2 separate regions of the Zea mays genome follow, and region 2 is linked to region 1. The links are chromatin contacts, called in public Hi-C maps. All regions are on one chromosome and are shown on one strand. The core of a region is the stretch at or near the end of the contact, and the rest is flanking DNA. Distances in the headings are between cores, read along the strand shown. Region 1 has its middle 38 kb from the start of LOC103654656. Region 2 holds the start of LOC542617 (ribosomal protein S27).

Region 1 (3,505 bases), core at 493-2,992:
CGTCCCATACCACCCTTGTGGTAGCACTGTTTTCCCGAGTGGTTGCTCCATGTTCCAATTAACATAATGATCTTATCATGAACAGTAAATAACAAATTGATAATAAAAGTATGATCATGAATAATGTGTATCTCCATACCCAAAACCACATAAAGCAATAGCAGGTACTACCCAAAAATTCAGTGGTAAACAAGATATAAAGATAGCCAAACTAGGGTAACCTATTGGGTCCCATCAGAATTAACCTATGCAGATCATTAAGATTAATAAGAACATGATTGGGTAAAAGAAGTGATCAAGGGCACAACTTGCCTGCAACGAGCTCCTACTCAGCAGTCTCCACTTGCTGAACACCCGGATCCTCTGTAGTTGGCTCGTCTACTCACAACAATATAAACAAACATGGTATAGCAGAAATTAACATCACACCAAATAGTAGAATAAAATACATGATAATATTCTACTCGTCGTAACGAAATCGTAGGAACAAGAATCACTAAATTCGAGATTACGGTTATTGAGTTATGAATTTCTGAAGTTATTAAGTGCTCGGTGTGGAATAACTCAAGTGAATAATTTTAATCTAATTTTCATAGCTAAACAGAGGTACTAAGTGATGAACAACAATAATACAAAATTAATTCCACTGGAATGGATCAATTTGGAGTTAAAAAAAATTAATTATGAATTATATAAGTTTCTGGAATTATTTTTGTACTATAAATCAATTTCTATATTGTTTTTCTCAATTTCCTTGGTTAGTGGACTGCGTGCATAAAACCAGAGGAACTTGGGGGCTAGAGTGCAAACGTGTTCAAGACTCGGTGGTGCACCCGAGTGGACTGCAGGTTTATTACTTGATTTTTCAGGGTCTCTTATGTAAGTTCTTTCGGCCGAAGGGGTATGAGTGACTCTCGACCATTAGATCGGAACCGAAGGCCATGATTAGATCACACGTATCGCCTAACGTCTCACCCCCGTGACCGCCGATCGAGCAACAACGGCAAGGGGGCGATCAAGTCCCAGCCACCCGATTCTGAATCGACGCACCGGATTTAATATTGTGAAGGGTTAACTAAGATCAAATCGCATCCGTTCAATCCGATCTCAACCGCTACGACGCGTTCTCCTCACTCTCAGCTAAACTCCGGCGACCACACCGAGGACCGTGGCAGCGCCATCGCCGACGAGCAGCCCAAACGTGATTCGCGCGCTAAAGTTCCTATTCGAAGGTAATTACAGGTGGTAGGAACGGTAAGGTCACTGGGAAGGTGCTTACCGGGGATTAAGGGCCGAGCAGGGGCATTCGTGGCGCGCGGCGGAATCCGACAACGGCGAGAAATCTAGGGCGCTTGGACGGGCCTCCGAGCTCAATACTTCATGCTAGCGATCCACACATGCCGATGAACGATCCTGACTCCACACTGGCCTCCAATCGTCGGTATAGGCACGAGCCCACGGCGGCGGACGACGGTGTCTCTTTGATGCGTGGTTTTCGCGATGATGGAGAGGGACGACAGGTCTGGTGAGAGTGTAGGGCTTCAGGGCTCGCGGTCGAGGAGGTGATGCGGGGATTTATCCTCGGGTTTCGCCTGTTGACGCAACTACCACAGCGACCGTGGCGGGATCGCGCGGGCCGTTCGGCCATTACCGCAGCTGACGGCGCAGCGAGATGATAGGTGGGATCCGGCTCCAGAGAGACGAGCACCTGGTCGGAAGAGGGGTCTACGCCCGGGGCCCGCATGACAGCTAAAAGCTGGAGCTGGCGCGCGCGGTCGAGCGGGATCTGGTTAGGCCTGCGCGCTAGAAGCCATAGTGGGCCGAAAGGAGGGAAAGGAGGCCCACGTGGCCGATACTGTTTCCCTTTTTGTATTATCTCCTAATTCAAATTCAAATCAGCCTCCAAGTTTAAATTTCCAAATTTTGTGGCTAATTGGTCCTCCGGTTAAATATTCAATTTGAACATTCCAGCATGACTCTTATTTATAAATTTTATTTTGTATTTTTTATAGTATCTCCCTCTCTTCCTTTCCATTTTCAAACCCAATTTTCAATTTAGGGGTTAATTCATATTATCAACTCATCATTATATTTCTACTACTATTATTGTTATTATTACTAAATGCACAAACTAAACTCCAATATGATGCATGGCTTATTTTAGGTGTCTTTAGTCATTTGTTCCCTTATATATGGTTATTACCATGTGATATAGAGTATGAGGCAAAAACATAGAATGAGATATACTCTCTTCTTTTCATTTACAAACTGGGTATTACAAATCCTACCCGCCTTAAAAAGAATCTCGTCCTCGAGATTAGGAAGGACTAGGGAAGAGGTGGGGAAAATCTACTCGCAGTTTTTCTTCTCTTTCCCAAGTAGCCTCATCTTCACCATGGTGACTCCATTGCACTTTGCACATTTTGATCACTTTACTCCTCATGACACGAGTCAAAGTATCAAGAATCTTGATAGGATACTCCATATAAGTTAGATCATCTTAAACACTGAGATCCTCCATAGGTAGCTGCTCTTTGGGTACCCTGAGTCACTTCTTTAGTTGGGACACATGGAAGACATCATGTACATCTCTGCCAGGTGGTCGGGTAATTCCAGTTGATAGGCAACTTCTCCCACTCGCTTTAGGATTAAGGAGGGTCCAATAAAGCGAGGGGACAACTTCCCTTTAACTTTAAACCTCCTCATACCCTAGATTGGTGACACCTTCAGATACACGTGATCACCCTCCTTAAACTCTAGCAGTCTCCTCCGAGTATCAGCATAGCTTTTCTGCCTTGACTGCGTAGTTCTCAAATTCTCCCTTATCAACTGGACTTGTTCTTCTGCCTCTTGTATAATCTCTAGCACAAAGAACTACCTTTCACCAGTTTGATCCCAATATAAAGGAGTCCTGCATTTTCTGCCATATAAAGCCTCAAACGGGGACATCTTCAAACTGTCTTGGTAGCTATTATTGTAAGAGAACTCCGCATATGGTAAACTCTTATCCCAACTGCCACCATGTTTAAGAGCACAACCTCTTAACATATCTTCCAGTACTTGGTTGGTCCTCTTGGTCTGCCCATCAGTTTTAGGATGGTAAGATGAACTGAAATTCAATCTTGTATCCAAGCACTCATGCATCTTTTGCCAAAACTAAGAATTAAACTGATATCCTCGGTCTGACACGATCTTCTTAGGCACACCGTGTAGACATACTATCCGTGCCATGTACAAATCTGCTAGCTTGGCGCCCGAATACATGGTCTTCACCGGGATAAAGTGAGCTACTTTAGTTAGCCTGTCCATAATCACCCATATAGAGTCATACCCAGTAGATGTGCGGGGTAGAGCTACGATGAAGTCCATACCAATCTCTTCCCACTTCAACTCAAGTATCTTAAGCGGGTGCAGCAAACCGGCAGGCCTTTGATGTTCCTCTTTTACCCTCTGGCAAACATCACATAGTGCTACATGTGAAGCAACATCCTTCTTTAGTCTATAC
Region 2 (3,505 bases), core at 548-3,047, 150 kb after region 1:
TACGAAACATTTTCTCGTAACAACACAACACATTTGTATATAAGTTATTGTGGTATTATATGTTACCGTTGCAACGCACGAGCACTCACCTAATACATAAATAAGGAGCATTCTAAGAGTAATTTGTACAACAATATATTAACTGGATTTACATCATGATGGTTGTATAAAAAATGGAACATATAGGATAAATGACGTAGTTGTATGCATAAATAGTGAAGGTATGCCTGAATCATGAAAATGCATAAAATTGACCAAAAATCCAGCTAAAAAAGCCTTGGATGTAGAAAGAATGATTGCAACCATAGAATAGTGCATTTTATCATATATTGTGCAACTATGGGCATAGATAATGGATATGCACCGGTACTCTGTAACAAAACAAGATTTAATTGTATTTGCATAGTGGTGATAGTATAAAACCTATGCAACAAATCACGATGACCTAGAAAGGATATTTAACTAGGTTTGCATATTGGTGATTTGCATATTGGTGACATTTTATCAAAAATATGAGAATAATAATGAAAGCAATAGACATGTTATTAAGAAAAAACTCGAGATGCCCTAGAAAAAAATTGACCCTAAACTTTGCCTAATGACTTACCTCGACTTTGCCTTGCTCGGCGATGACCACAGGCATGTAGGGGGACGGAGGTGCTGGGAAGAGGTTGAATGGGCACCTCGACTTTGCCTTGCTCGGCGATGAACCACAGGCGTGTAAGGGGGCGGAGGTGGTGGGAAGAGGTTGAATGGGCACGACAGCGTTGTGTGACGTGTGTATATATATATATATATATATATATATATATATATATATATATATATATATATATATATATATATATATATATATATATATATATATATATATATATATATATATATATATATATATATATATATATATATATATATATATATATACACACACTTTTTTACATGAATAGTTTTATGGATCGTGCATCGTATGTCATATGCGAAGCGCGTAGGTCTGTTCCTCTCCACCGTTTTTTCTCACTTAGCAATGGACCGTTACACCACAAATGAACCATTACTCTATAGATGGGCCGTGAGAAACTACCCCAGCCCAACACAATAAGAAGTCACACACAACAGTACAACACAACACTCTTATACACAGTAACACCTCGCTAGTTGAAGAAGGAAGAGCGACTGAGTGATCTATAGAAAGGGGTCGAGCTCATTTTTCAACCTATACCCTTTTTGTCCTTTTAGATAAAATAAAGTATAATATTTATTCTTATCAGTTTAAAATTTGATATGTGGATCATATGTTCTATTTGATATTGAATTTAATTTTTATGGGTATCAAATATAATTGCGTGCCGTTGCAACGTGCGAGCATTGGACTTGTCAGCACCAGTTTTTCTAGTTCACGCTCCACCGTCGTCGTGCTCCATTCCCTCCATACACATTTAAGTTATAAAAATACTAAAATTATGTATAAATATAGATTCAAAATATAATTATTAGCTCTAAACCTAAATTCATATAAATCTCGCCAACAGAATATATATATTTTTATGTTTTATATTTTATACTTAAACATAAATAAAAAACGTAGCACTTTGCATATATAAAGCGTGTTTGTAGTTCTCTTGCAGTGTCACATAAATGGGCCTCAATTCAGCTACAGAGACAAGCCCAATAATCCAGGCCACTGTGCGCAATGCGGGTCACTCCAAAGGTCGTGATGATGAGCCAGCTGGATCGAACGGTCGGGATTCTCCAGATCCTAGTATAAAGTAACCATCACGTCGTCCGCGCAAAACCCTCCCGGCTCAGACTTCTGCTGCAGCGCCTCCGCCGCCGCCGCCGCATCTAACGCAGTTCCCTCCGCCGCAGCCCGAGGCAAGATGGTAAGCTCTGATCCCCTCATCTACCCGCTACTGAAGATCCAGCGTGCTCGGTCGGATCCTGAGATTGATTGGATGCGCAGGTTCTCCAGAACGACATTGATCTGCTCAACCCGCCGGCAGAACTCGAGAAGCTCAAGCACAAGAAAAAGAGACTCGTCCAGTCGCCCAACTCCTTCTTCATGGTACTTGTTCTTGCCCTAATGCGTCTCCTTCATGATACTTGTTCTTAGCTCTATCGTGCTCCCGTTTCTGCGGCGGTTGTTAGCTCGGTCGTTTTCCCTTTACCTTTTCTTTATCCCCCATGTGTTAATTGGGATTTTTTTTTGTATTGTAGGATGTTAAGTGCCAGGGGTGCTTCAGCATGTAAGTTTTTCTGCCCCTCATTAGATTCTATTCAAGGTTTAGATTATTTAGTTCTCGCCAATTGTTGATTGATTGTGGGTTACCATTGAACCCCCTTCCCTGGTGCTTATGTTTTGCTTAAACCGAGGTTCTTTTGAACTGAAATATCTTTCCTATTAGTAAATACTGTATTAATTGTAGCCAGTAGGTATATTACTGATACATTTGGGACAAAGAAACTAGCCAGTTAGTAAGCTATTGTTAGATGTTTGCTATTTATTTGTTGCATGATAATATGAAGTTATGTTGTTTGACCTTCAAAATGAGTATGTGTAATTTTTTTACAGTTTTTAACTTATGGTTACTGTACAGTAGAAACTTTCTACAATTTTAATGCATTGAGTAGAGTTTGAGAACATGTTTATAAATTTCACTTGTCTTTGCTCAGAAGCTGTTAATTGTCCCTGCTCCAATTCCACATAAGATTGTTTTTCTTGGTCGACTACAATTTTAAACTGACATAGCAAGTTGTAGAAGACAAATAAAAGAAGCTATTTTTTGTTAAGTTGTACATTATTGTTGAATGGATATTATTGAATTGTCTTGTTTGACCTGCAAAGTGATTCTGTAATTCTAGAGTTTTTCCCTGACAAGGCTAGTGTGTAGTAGTAAATTTCTACTCCATTCCAAATTCTATGACATTTTGGCTTTTCTAGATTCCCTTTTGGTGTGTAATTATACTTACACTATGTCTAGATGCATAGTAGAAGAAATGTATCTAGGAAAGCCAAAAATACTTAAAATTCGGAATGGAGTACTAGTTAAGGTAGGATTTAGAGTTTTGGAAAACTGTTTATAAATTTCCTCATCTTTGGTCAGGAGCTGATAGTTGTCCTGTCGAATTCCAGCAACATTTGATTTTTTCTTGGTCACTAACAATTTGATTAAAATTTACTTTGTTAGTTGTCGTAGGTAACTGGAGAAACACTCAATAGATTATTATCACAATGATCGCTTTCTCTTCGTGGACTGATGTCTTTCCATTTGGTATTTCTGAAGTGTCAATGAATTTTCCGCGCATTGTGCATTGTGGAACGTATAGTTCAAGGACTTTCGGGAAAATGGATGGTTTGGTAGTGTTAAACTGAATTCCAGAGTAATCTATCATCCGTCAATACAAAACTACAAACAGGACCTAAGTTTGGATTAGCATGTTAAAATATATTGGTACCATCAAAACTTAATAATGATCACCAATTTGCTGTGTCTTTAGGTCCCAA

The links. Hi-C and Micro-C count contacts between places; a contact is called where the count stands out from the background.
Region 2: a contact with region 1 is called in a Hi-C map of endosperm, with 3 times the contacts expected there. The contact joins the promoter of LOC542617 here to the enhancer-like site in region 1. A contact is called at or near these places in 2 of 25 Hi-C or Micro-C datasets (endosperm and leaf).

Annotation. Positions count from the first base shown.
Region 1 is chr4:224,409,964-224,413,468 of Zm-B73-REFERENCE-NAM-5.0, forward strand. No RefSeq gene overlaps it. Among protein-coding and RNA genes, the nearest start is that of LOC103654656, 38 kb to the right of the region's middle. Within about 2 kb of position 1,743, at least 18 of the 20 cell types and tissues checked have an H3K27ac peak or open chromatin away from gene starts, as enhancers often do. A contact at or near this core is called in endosperm and leaf, where this site is marked.
Region 2 is chr4:224,564,614-224,568,118 of Zm-B73-REFERENCE-NAM-5.0, forward strand. LOC542617 (ribosomal protein S27) reads left to right here and starts at 1,798. Exons shown (of 4, transcript NM_001112144.2): 1 at 1,798-1,883; 2 at 1,964-2,065; 3 at 2,218-2,246. The coding sequence starts at 1,881. LOC111591473 (U2 spliceosomal RNA) reads left to right here and starts at 1,219; the gene lies at 1,219-1,406.